3 separate regions of the Mus musculus genome follow, and all the other regions are linked to region 2. Evidence: chromatin contacts called from public promoter capture Hi-C data. All regions are on one chromosome and are shown on one strand. The core of a region is the stretch at or near the end of the contact, and the rest is flanking DNA. Distances in the headings are between cores, read along the strand shown. Region 1 has its middle 44 kb from the start of Ube2e1. Region 2 holds the start of Ube2e2 (ubiquitin-conjugating enzyme E2E 2). Region 3 overlaps Ube2e1 (ubiquitin-conjugating enzyme E2E 1).

The links. Promoter capture Hi-C pulls out the DNA fragments that hold promoters and counts their contacts.
Region 1: a contact with region 2 is called in a promoter capture Hi-C map of liver, with 4 times the contacts expected there. The contact joins the enhancer-like site here to the promoter of Ube2e2 in region 2. A contact is called at or near these places in 17 of 39 promoter capture datasets (the 3T3-L1 cell line, 3T3-L1-derived adipocytes, the HPC-7 cell line and 10 more), 3 of 484 Hi-C or Micro-C datasets (cerebral cortex, cortical neurons and ventral hippocampal neurons), 4 of 115 datasets of contacts at active chromatin or transcription factors (astrocytes, embryonic stem cells and stem cell-derived neural progenitor cells) and 3 of 9 other capture datasets (adipose tissue, embryonic stem cells and liver).
Region 3: a contact with region 2 is called in a promoter capture Hi-C map of liver, with 3 times the contacts expected there. The contact joins the enhancer-like site here to the promoter of Ube2e2 in region 2. A contact is called at or near these places in 9 of 39 promoter capture datasets (the 3T3-L1 cell line, cranial neural crest, embryonic stem cells and 5 more), 3 of 115 datasets of contacts at active chromatin or transcription factors (embryonic forebrain and stem cell-derived neural progenitor cells) and 1 of 9 other capture datasets (adipose tissue).

What each region holds. Positions count from the first base shown.
Region 1 is chr14:18,374,110-18,378,220 of GRCm38.p6, forward strand. No RefSeq gene overlaps it. Among named protein-coding and RNA genes, the nearest start is that of Ube2e1, 44 kb to the left of the region's middle. Within about 2 kb of position 2,327, at least 13 of the 459 cell types and tissues checked have an H3K27ac peak or open chromatin away from gene starts, as enhancers often do. A contact at or near this core is called in liver, where this site is marked.
Region 2 is chr14:18,891,471-18,895,404 of GRCm38.p6, forward strand. Ube2e2 (ubiquitin-conjugating enzyme E2E 2) reads right to left here and starts at 2,301. Exons shown (of 6, transcript NM_144839.2): 1 at 2,115-2,301.
Region 3 is chr14:18,301,857-18,306,068 of GRCm38.p6, forward strand. The region is part of intron 3 of Ube2e1 (ubiquitin-conjugating enzyme E2E 1); the gene reads right to left. It overlaps Gm41098 (a long non-coding RNA gene), which reads right to left. Exons shown (of 2, transcript XR_874229.3): 1 at 2,135-4,212; 2 at 1-2,096. Among named protein-coding and RNA genes, the nearest start is that of Gm41098, 5.2 kb to the right of the region's middle. Within about 2 kb of position 1,610, at least 60 of the 459 cell types and tissues checked have an H3K27ac peak or open chromatin away from gene starts, as enhancers often do. A contact at or near this core is called in hippocampal neurons and liver, where this site is marked.

The DNA.
Region 1 (4,111 bases), core at 1,077-3,576, 520 kb before region 2:
GAGAAATGAAATCAACAGGGCTAGGAACAATTATGAGACAGAGCATAGTGGGTAGGGGAGGGGGAGGAGGCAAGGAATCAGACTGCTTTGTTCAAAGCAGCAGCTTAACAAGCCTTTTTAAAGCACATCTGGTCCACATCGTTATACACCAGTGGACAAAAGCAATTAGACAACTCTGTTCACATGTCATAATAATGAAAGTCATAAATTCTCCATGGCTGTTTCACTGGGTGTCACAGTTCTTTAGAAAGGGCTGCAATGGAAGTTAAAAAGCGGGAAGTAAAGTTAGCTACGCTTTAGTAACCGAGGGAAGGATGCTCCAGGATCTTTTGGAACCAGAGAGAAAGGGCTGGGACAGGTGTGTGCTGTAATCCTCCCAACAGTTAACTTGCCTACATAGCAGTCCCCCCCCCCCCCACCATTACTCACAGGTTGGGGAATTGGGACTTTAGTGGAGGTTCTGGTGTGGGATGATCCCTGATAAATCATTGAGAGAAGTTCTCATAAAAGGGTCTGTGCATCTCTGGCTTATCATGGTTGGTTGCAGTTTTAGCCTGGGACTCATGTAGGCTGGCCCACAAACTGGGAATGTAGCTGGGGCTAACCTAGAAGTTCTAATCCTGGTTCTACTTCCTAGGTAGAGTTGTGGGATCACAAGTAAGCACTGCTTTATGTAGTGCAGGGGATTGAACCCAGGGCCTTGTACATACTAGACAAGCACATAACAGTTGAACTGTATCAACATCTTCTGGTTTGGACTTTTAAAAATGCATGTGTGTGTTTGTGAGGTACACATGGAGGCCTGAAGTTATTATCACTTTGTGTCTTCTGATGTCACTCAAAGTAGAGGATCAGGAAGATGGCTCAGCAGGTAAAGGTACTTTCTGATCTGAGCTCAGTCCCCAGAACCCACATGGCAGAAGAAGAGAACAGACTCCCCAAAATTGTCTGCTGATTTCTACGTATATTTATCCGTATACACCATAGTGTGTGTGTGTGTATGTGTGTGCATTTGTTGAAAAAACACACACAAAATAAACAAACAAACAAAAATATAAAAATAATGCAGTTACTTGATTAAAACATGAAATGAAAAATGACATCAGAAGACACAAAGCTTTTAGGCAGGGTCTCTCACTGAACCCCAAGCTCATCCAGCCCGCCTCGCCCCATTCTTCCTGAGTGCTGGGATTACAGGTAACAGCCATGCCTGCCTGGCTCTTACGTCTGAGGATTGGAATGTGGTCACCAGGCTTGTACAGCAAGCACTTTATCTACTGAGCCATCTTCCCAGCCCTGGTTGGGACTTAACTATAAGGGACAGAGTGAACCAAGCATTGCTTCATGAGAAAGGGGGATCACATAACTGGGAAACCAAAGGGGACAAATCTATCTGGAGGACTCGGTGATCCCAAGTCAAACAGTGCATCTGCCTTTCCCAAGGTGCTTGTCTCAGTCCTAACAGTACCAGCAACAATCCTGTGGTGCCTTCTCATGGAGTCAGGTATCCACCCTTAAACTGAGGACAGTCTGAGGTCCCTGGTCCCTTCCTGGAAATGATAATGGAAGTAGGGTCTGCTCAATCAAGCAACAGGATTGAGAATGGAGAGCAGTTGACTCCACTAGAGGCAGGGTCAGCCCTGGCAACTGTCCACAGCTGCCTGTCACTTCTGTCCAAGGCCCACAGTGCTCATCCCAGCCAGCTTCTGAAAGGCTTAGGCCCAGGGTATGGGTGCTCACTTGGCAAGAAGTACACAGAAGTGCATGTGTACGTCACTAGCACTAGTGCATGCCTTTGGGGAAAAATAGCAACCTCAGGAGGCTCTGGAGGAATCTGAATCTGACAACGGACAGTGAAAACTGCTGATATCACATGCTTCGGACTGTCTCAGGGGCAGGGGGACAGGGATGAGGTAGAAGAAAGAATTGTATTTATTGACACAGCAGGGGGAGACTGCAAGAAAAGGAAGGACCCCCCCTGCCCCCCCCCCCCCCCACAGACCTTTTTAAATTGGCTTTGGGTAGGAGGGAAGTGTCCTTAGGTGAGTCCCTTTGCCATTATAGAGAGAAAGTTGACACCCTACAGATTCACTAGGACTAGAGTATGTGTGCCCAGATGGTAGATCACAGAGGGTTAACTAAGGTCTTGGACCCCTCTATTCCAGTTCCCTTTGCCCTTCGCATCCCACACCCAAGTTTGTACAAACATGAAGTTATGAAACAGCTTGGCCACAAGCCACAGCTTCAGGGTGCCAGGTGAGAAACCACGGAGCAAGTGTGCAGGGTAGTCTGGGTCAGTGTTAAGGATGCCTGCTGGCTTTACACACATGCCAAGTGGACACAGTGTGTCCTAATGCCACTGCAACAGGGTGTCCAGCTGAGAAGCCAATGGCTGACATCTAGGTTTAAGCTGAGCTCACTCAGCAGTCTGTCTTCTGAGTGGAGCTGATCTTTCAAGAGCCGAGCAGGCCAAAGGAGTCATTTTCTTGCCAAGCAGTAGTCAGGCCACAATTCATCTCCTTGGAGCAGTCCTAGTTCCAACTCACAAATGTTTCCTTGGGTCTAGCTATGGCATCCAGCATCTGCCATTGTTATGGTTGGTTTTCATGTCAATTTGCTACAAATTAGCACCTCCTAAGTAGGGACCCTCATCTGAAGCATTGTCCCGATTGCCTTGATTGATGGGGAAAGCCCACCCCAATTGCAGGCCCAGACAACATGTCTATGTCAGAGGGAAGTTGTCTCACCTTCACTTGGTCTTCCTTCTTGCTGCTGAGTTGACTTGCCAATTCTTTCACTGGCAGGACCAGTATTTCCAAGCTTTCATTGTGGAACAGAGAGCAGTGGCTCTCTAGGAACTTTCTGGTCTCCCAGTGCCAGATTGTGAATGCTGAGGTCCCCTGACTTGTGTACTGAGTGACCACTGGTTATAGTCCTCTAGTAAGAGACAGCTATTCTGGGTCTACTCTGGCTGTTGAAGGTATGTGTGTGTGTGTGTGTGTGTGTGTGTGTGTGTGTGTATGTGTGTGTATGTGTGTGTATGTGTGTGTGTATGTGTGGTGTGTGTGTATGTGTGTGTGCATATGTGTGAGTGTATGTGTGAGTGTCTGTCTGTGTATGTGTGTTAGTGTTTATATCTCTGGGTGTGTATATGTGTGTCTCTGTATGTGTGTCTGTATATGTCTGTATATGTGTTTGTGAGTGTGTTTGTGCCTGTGTGTGAGTGTATGTGTGTGTCTGTATATGTGTGTGTGAGTATTTGTGTCTCTCATATACATGTATGTACCTCTGTGTGTGTTTGTATATGTATGTATATGTGTATGGGAATGTGTGTTTTCATCTTCTTGGTTCTGTTTATTTTAGCTCAGTGGTTCTCAACTTTTCTAATGCTATGGCCTTTTAATACAGTTCTTTATATCATGGTTACCCCCCACCATAAAGTTTTTTTTATGGCTATTTCATAACTGTAATTTTGCTCTGAGCAGTGTCTCAGTTCCTAAGACCATTGGCAATAATGTGTTTTTTGATGGTTGTGACCCACAGCTTGAGAACCACTCTTCTAGAGACTCCTGACTGAATCAGCTCCTTTCTTCTGAAATTGAGGGTTTTGGGGACAGACAAGATAAATGCCTCACCATCCTCTATGGGGCCATTAGCAACCTGTTTTGCATTTTTAAACAGTAAATTCTAGAACCTCACTGATATTCCAATTCCTGTTACTTGTTTTAAAGCAGATTTCCAATTAATGGCTTGATTGGTACTTCCTGACTTTGGCCTGGGACAGTAAGAGCGATGTGATCTTCATAGAGCTGCTGGGGCTAAGCCGTGTGGAAGCACCTCCAAGGGGAGTTAGTCCTCTGTCTGCCTTTGCTGTTCTTTGCTTTTTGAGACAGGTCACACTCTGCACCCCAGGCTGGCCTCTAACTTGCAGTACTAAGATTAGGGGTGTGACCCCCACAGCTGCTCATCAGTTCAGTCTTCCTCGCCAGGAGGCAGGGAACTGACTTGAGTGGGACTGAGCAATGCCTGTGAGTGCCACTGGGTGCCACTAGTGGAGTGTGCTGGGGTCTAATTATTTTGAGTATTTTTGACTGTAATTTTGACTCTAAGC
Region 2 (3,934 bases), core at 1,051-3,550:
AAGCGTATATGTGAAGGCCTGGGCTCAACCAGAACACTTCCCCAGAAAGCAATTAAATGGCTAAACAGAAGCATAATTTCTCTAGTTTTACAGTTTAAAAAATTATTTCTATTTTTGATCTAAGATACCTTATCCGATCCAAATCTTTACGTACAAATGACAAATCCTCCTGAGAACACTGATAAGCATTATAAAACCATTTAGACAAAGGCTCTGTATCTCCTATTCAAATGTCAAGACTTAAGAGACTTTCTGCTGAGTGTTTTCTGAATCCTTGATTACAGAAAAAAGGGGACAACATGATTGTGTACTCTGGCACAATTAACTCTTATGAGAGGAAATCCTCTGCAGGTCACTCAAATGAACTATGTATAAAATTGGTGCCTTGTCTCTCTAAAGTAAAAATGAGTAGGTCCCTGAATTAAAACTTCTACATATTAACTTCTCTGGCATTTTAAAATTAATTCCTAAAGAGCTAATTCCCTAACCTAGAAGGAAGCTAAATTCCAGGGATCTAAACACAAATACATCCTCCAATGACAGTTTCAAAGATCTTAAGACACCTAAAGTGATATTTTTACTTCAGATTCAAGTAACCCTTAGTTTCTAACTAAATATAAACATATTACATTTAGGTATTTAAACACACTCATTCTTTTTGAGCTTTATTGACTATGTGCTCTGTGATGTCATCAGGCTCTGGAAATTCCCAGCACATAGTGAGTGAAATTAGCGTGTTTCAGAAAAACTTACGGATCTAAACAAATCCCACCGATGAAACCAACAGTACTCAAGTCCACATTACTATTCAAATCATCAAATGTCATGATTTTTAAAAACTTAGAAAAGCAAGTATTCATTTGTGCAGCTGCAACAGGAAAATGTGAACTTGCATTGGCATACCAGTTTTTCTACTTGTGATTTCTGAACTTTTCCAAAACATAAAATACTTTATATTATACGCCAAACCTGTAGCGCTATCCAGCTTCCCAAGTGTCTGAAAAGATATTTATTTGGAAAATAAAAGTGGAGCACCTGATTGAGGGAAGTGCTGTGCCCTAGAGGAAAGAGCTCAAGGTATGACATATGAAAACACTCCATCTTCACCATCACCCACAAACAAGACTGCCAAGCGCCCAGGAGCATCCTGACTGCCTGAAGAAAGACAAATATTTAGATTCCCAAGATTGCATTTCTAGAGCATGCTTTTCAAAATCCAAGGATTTAAAACTAAGATGAGCTTTAAAAAAATCTTAAAAACAGTAAGGTAATCAGAGGTAAGTCCTAGCACATTCTTTTGTACTTTAAAATGGAAATACTCAAGTAGACCCTCAAAATTACAAAATACAAGGTTAGAGGATAAGAATCTTGCAAATCAGCAAATAAGTCCAAGAGCTGCCACCAAGCCCAGGGTGATGATGTCTCTCTAATGCGGCCTTAATTTCCTTTAGGGAAGATGGATGGGGCATTTCTGGTTAGTTGTGGAAAAAGAGACACAAGAAGCCAGGCTTTATGTTCATTAGAATTGGAAAAGGGCAAATGGATCAAAACATTAGTAGCGAAGAGGGGGTGGGTGGGGGTGGGAGGACAAGGGTAATCCAGTTTCCAATCAGGCCAGTGGGTGCTGCAGAGAAGCCAGAGGAAAACTGGCTTCGGAGCCAAACTGTGCCAAGCATCGGGCATTACAAAAGACCAGTGTGACAACCCACACCCCGGGGCATCACGCACACACCCAGCGGGTACTCCCTCACCCTCACCTCCTGTAGCAATTATGCAATTTGGGAAGAGCTCCGGACAGCCGGGCACTTTGCGCCGCGACATCCATCCTGGACTTTGCGGAGACTTAGTTCCTGGCTGCGGTGGGCTCGGGAGGGGAGGGGAGAGGTCCTCGTGGGCGAAGGACGGCCACACTCTGCGGGACGGGGGAGGGGCGCGCGGGCCCCAGCGGACACGCGCAGGGTCAGGGAGGCCTGCGGGGCCGCGGGCGCGCACCCGAGCCGAGGCCGCGGCGGGGGCGGGGATCTCGCCGGGCTGGCCCTCGCCGCGTGGGGTCCCCGCGCGCCCCACGCCGCGGCTCTGGCCGCGGCCACGCCCGCCCGCCCTCACCTACTCACCTCGCGGCGTCGCCCGCGCTCCAGCCGCGGCTCCGACGCCGAGTCCGGGAGTGAAACCGCCGCCTCCGCGAGCCGCCGCCGCCGCCACCGCCGCCGCCGCCCGCCGTCCGCGCGCGCCCCCTCCCAAGCGCGCGCTCGCCCTGCCTGCCCTGAGAGCCCGCGACAGCGCGAGCCCCACGTCGGCCTCGCGGTGTCGCGCCCGCGAGCCCGCGACGCGATTTAGCCCCGCCCCCGCCGGCGCGTGCCCGCTCGAGGACCTGTGAGGTGCGCGCGCAAAAGTAAAGTGACAGCTGAGTCCTGGGCTGGGCGGGCCGGAGCAAAGGCGGGTTAGGGCGAAGGGAAAGGGAGGAGGGAAATCGAGGCTCAACGGCGGCGGGAAGGGAGGGACGAGAGGACCTTGAGGAGCGCACGAATTAAAGGGACACGCGGGCTAAGGGGTGGGGTTGCGCTTCAATAAGGTGCAGTGCGGCGGACTGGGATGAGGGGTAGGGAGAACACACACACACACACACACACACACACACACACACACACACCTGCACCACCAGCTCGTGCTCGCGCAGGACCCACCTGCACCGCTGTTGGAAAACTTCGCGTGGGCCCGGGTGAAGCCACATTTTACCCCTTAACTGCTGCAGGGAAGGTCCTGCGGTGCCTAGTCCTGTCCAGGGCTGCTAGCTGTCACTCTGGGAGGCTGGGGAGGGCGGGGCGGGACGAAGGGGGCAGCACTATCAGAGCAAGTGGGAGGCTGCCACTGTGCCTGAAAGACACAGGTGGGATAGTAGCCATGCTGTGGGTGGCCTGAGGAATATAAGGTTGCCCTGTCATTGTAGCCCAAAATAGCTACTTAAAACAAAACAAAACAAAACAAAACAAAAACCTGCACATGCTTTGTTAACTCAGCGCCCATGAACTCACTTCACCACCACCACCACCACCACCACCACCACCACCACCACCACCACCACCACCACCCACACACACACACACACAACACCTCCAGCCTATCATAACCGCTGAGATCTAGGACTACTCTTAACTTCTGTGAGGATTCTTGGGAGTGGCTGAGCCCATGCACTAGTCCTGCTCAGCAGAGAGGGCTAAAGACAGACCTCCATTTCAAGTATGGTCCAAATCACTTGAACAGTGCTAGCCAATACATAGGAAACCATGGGAAACCCAACCTACCAGATGCCATAGGCCACCATGGGAATGTGAAGTTCTGAGTCAATCAAGCAGCCTAAACAACTAGTGCAAAAAGACCCCAGAGACTAGAGCAATACAAGACTCATAACCTGTATCTGGAACAGAAAATGCTTCCACGAGATACATTCAAGAACTGGCTTTTAACCAATTACATCACTGAAAACTGCCCAAAGCAGCTAGTAATGTCTAGCCTGGAACTGACTACTGAGAAAAAAAAAATGACAGCACCTTTGTCCTTACGAATGTCAGCTCAAGAATGTATGAGAGGAAGAGTTAGAAATGAGTGAAACCTGGTTTTCTGGTTTGTGTGGCCACTTAAATCTGTCTCATGGTGTGTGTATTTCCGACATAGTACAGTGTATTAGTAGAAATGCATCATATTTAGAATATGATCAAATACAGTATTTCATAGACAGTCTTAACCTCATGAACTCTTTGCCTATTCCCATTCTTCTGATTATGTTTCAAGAATACAGAAGTAGCAGAGCCTTGACTGTGTTTTGAAACCCTTTAAAAATTGTTTTGTTTTGATGCTGGGATTTGACCCAGGGCTTCAACAGGCTAAGCAGGCACAGAAGTTCTGCCACTGAACTCTACATCCTGCCTCTGGTAGC
Region 3 (4,212 bases), core at 360-2,859, 590 kb before region 2:
GTCTTTACAGTCAGACAGCAGAGTCACCTGCTAACCTTGCTGTGATACAAACTCCCCACAGAGGCCAGAGAATTACAAGTGGCTACTATAAGCACGGAGCCTCAGTCTTAGAGTTGCAAGGAACCAGATTGGGCCAGAGACTGTTTAAGCCTGGAAGGGATTTTAAAGAGGACACATGACAGCCAGTTTTGGACTGCAGGCTTAAGAGACCCTGAGCAGGAGACTGAGCCAAACCGGCCCAAGTTACTAAATGTGCACATTGTTGTGAATTGCTACATTTGCAGTAAGCTGTTAAGTAGCAACAGAAATTTCACTTAACTGGTTGTATCTTCTAGAGATGGGGGAAAAAACAATAGGAAAGACTCAATACCAAGGTCATTAATATGGATGAGGAGAGAGGTGCTGTGGACAATAAGACCCTCAGTTTTCTTCCTCTACTCAGCTCCCAGATGGACGCCCAGCTCTCAATACAGGTATTACATCTGCATTAGACAACCAAGGAGTACAGTGCCTCTATAAAATATAATTCAATGACCAAAACTAGAGGGCAGCCAGCAACAGGAAACCAAAATTGTAGAGAAAAGGAAATTTCAAGACAAAAATATTTTTTTCCTTCTGGAAATTAAAAGTAAAAGCACAGATTTCAAAACCTCCAGGGAAAGTCAGCTGAGATCTAAAACATTAAAATGCAAAAAGAAGGTTCAAGAAACAAACAAACAACAGGAAAAATGTTCCATAAAGGATAAACAGAGGGAGGTGTGGATATCAGAAACTGATAAGAAAATCCTTTAAACTGGATGTGGTGCTGCATTCCTGCAATAGCAGGCAAAGTTCTGCAAGTTGAAAGACAGCCTGAGTTATAAACTGAGAGACAGAGAAGCCGTTCTCAAACAAAACAAAACAAAACACTTCTCACAGGTAACAAACAACATGCCAGGAAGACAGCTCAGAAAATGAAGTGCTTCCCGTGTGCAGCCTGGGATTCAGATGGCCAGCATTCATGAAGCCAGACTGACAGTGTACACAAGTAGTCCCAGCATGGTGGGCTGAGACAGGCGACTTTCCAGGGCATGTTGGCCTATTAACCAACATCACACGATTTGGGCTCAGCCCATCTCAGTCAGTAAGGGTGGAGAGTGACTGCAGGAGCCACCTGACATGGACACCATGCCCTTACACACACCCTACAGATTCATGCAGATTAGCTTGTGGCTTATAAAGAGAAAATTAATTTTAAGGAACAGAATTACTTCAAAAGAGTTTATTTGGCCCCTTGGTTGGGCTGTTCTTTAAAGAGCCAGGGCTCACAAGTCTAAGACATGAGCAGGAGACTGAGGTAAGACATACTTGTTGGATGGCCACTAAACTGCAGTTTCTCTCCTACATACCTCTCCTAGTACAGTTAACTAAATGCACCATCCACAGTTGCCACTTTGAAATTCTGTTAGTGGGTGTTCATGCTGACAATGACCACTCGAGTGAGGACTACCAGGCAAGACACTGCTAAAGTGATAAAATTAGAGCACTCAGACTCTCTTGGCAAGACATCTGTCAGGAGGGGTGGCTGCCAGTCCTGGAGCAGCAGCAGCTGCAGCACTAGTCCCCAGTCCCCAGAAACCTGAACAGGGGACAGAATGTTCATCTCCAGCCAGCCAGATCTGCCGCTCTGAGCACAAGCTGCTTCTGTCTCTGGGCTCCATCACAATGACACCAGCTAAAACCAGCCTTCACTCTAAGGCAAAACGGCATCCACAGACATGGTTCTGCAGGCGAGTTCAGTGGCCTTTCCACACAAGACTGCAAGGCCCGGAGTAGCAAGTATAAAGTACATTCTCATGTGTTTACTGTAGTACAACAAGCTTGCGGTTTACAAATTACCCACTTAGACTTTAGGATCTGGTGAGTTCTGTGCTAGACAAAATAGAAGTTTGACTGCTGGGTAGACAAATTAGGCCAAATCATGCAAGGCCTTTAAAGAGCCAGGAAGATTTTTAGATAAAGCAAAGTCACAGCAGGTTCTTTAAAATACCACTCTGGAAAGAATTTTACCCCCTTTTGCATCCAAGAATCAGAGGGAGCCTTAAGGTAACCTTAACCTACCCACAGCCACTTAGCTAAGGTAAGTAACCTTAACCTACCCACAGCCACTTAGCTAAGGTAAGTAACCTTAACCTACCCACAGCCACTTAGCTACTATTAACTGGTAAAGGCCAAACCCAGCTCTCTCTATCCCAAACCTTCTCTATAAACGACCTCCTATTGCTATAGGTAAAAGCTTCAACTAGGCTAGTGTTTGGAGTGAGGAGCCTGGTAATCATTTAACACCTATGGTATGATTCAAACACTCAAAAAAGTGGTGAGACACTGGAGCCTGCTCATGGAGAAACAGTAAGAGGCTCTAGTAACCAGAAATGCAAATGCAAGGTTATGCTTCACGATGCGTAACTGAACGTGAGGTTATAGTAAACACACAATGACTGGGACCTAACTCAAATCCAAACATATAATGTATCCAAGGTAATTTCACTGAAGCCTTGCCTGGAGCAGAGCACATGATGTGTGCGCTTTGCACTGTGCATGCAGACAGGCACACATGCCAAGTAAAACTGTCTCACACACCTTAGCTGGAACTGAGACGACTGCATGGTATGAGCTAGTTTCTTTTCTTTTCTTTTTTTGATTGATTGATTGATTTTATGTAAGTACACTGATTGATTGATTGATTGATTGATTGATGTTATGTAAGTACACTGTAGCTGCCTTCAGACACTCCAGAAGAGGGCGCCAGATCTCGTTACAGATGGTTGTGAGCCACCATGTGGTTGCTGGGAATTGAACTCAGGACCTTCGGAAGAGCCGTCAGTGCTCTTAACCGCTGAGCCATCTCTCCAGCCATGAGCTAGTTTCTTATACACAAAAAGTTCTGTGCTGTAAGAGAAACAATACTTTTTTGTTTTTGTTTTTCGAGACAGGGTTTCTCTGTATAGCCCTGGCTATCCTGGAACCCAGAAATCCGCCTGCCTCTTCCTCCCTAGTGCTGGGATTAAAGGCGTGTGCCACTACACCCAGCTTGAAACAATCCTTTTTTTTTTAATTAATTTATTTATTGTATACAGTGTTGCTGTCTTCAGACACACCAGAAGAGGGCGTCAGATCCCATTACAGATGGTTGTGAGCCACCATATGGTTGCTGGGATTTGAACTCAGGACCTTCAGAAGAGCAGTTGGCGCTCTTAACCACTGAGCCATCTCGACAGCCCCGAAACAATACTTTTAATTAGGAAAAAAAGCTTTCAGTATTTTCCCACCATTCCTTGGCATATTATCAAATTAGTACATCTCTGAATTATACTGTGGTATCTATAATTTTTGAGTTTTAATATTTATTAATTCTCCAAGAATTTCATAGTGTATCTTCACCCCATTCCAAGATTCACTCAAGATCTTCCCTATGCCAACTTTCTGTGTTGTCTTTTTTGCAATGTTTGATTTTAAAAGCTGTTGAGTTGCTAACCTGAGTTTCATAAAAAAATAAATAAAATTAATAAAATAAGATAAAATGTCAGAAAACGCTTTAAATTTACCATTTATTCTCAATCCACATTTAATTTTATACCTATTTGAACACCTATATATGTACCCCATGGTTCTATTTTTAAAAATAGAGAAAGGGATTGGATAAGTGAGAATGTTTAGAGTCCTGCTTTAGAGGATTGGTCAAAGGGAAGTGGTGTGACTGTGAGCTCAAGGCCGGATGTGGACATTTCATAGAAAGCACTCTTTATACATGCATGCACAGGCCGGCATGCCAGCTCAGCACTGGGAAAGCTTCTTTGTAGAGGAAAGTAGAGAGAAGGAAGGGCAAGTGAGCCCTAGTGGCTGCAGCTTTGAATCAACTATTTAGTTGATAAGAATAAAATCGGGGCCTTTAATGCCACTCAAAAGACAGAGGCAGGCAGACTGCTCTGAGTTCCAGGCCAGTCTGGGCTAGATGAAGACCCTGACCCTAAAATGTACTAAATATATAAAAATAAACAAGAGAAGGAAGAGGCAAGAAGACCAGATATCCTGCCACTGAGCAAATCTGAGGCCAGCCCTGGCTGCATGAGACCATGTCCAAAAACAAAGCAAAGTAAAGCAGTCTACTCTTCCACAAATTTTAACTGATACAATGTGTGTGTGTGTGTGTGTGTGCACTATGTACATTGTGTA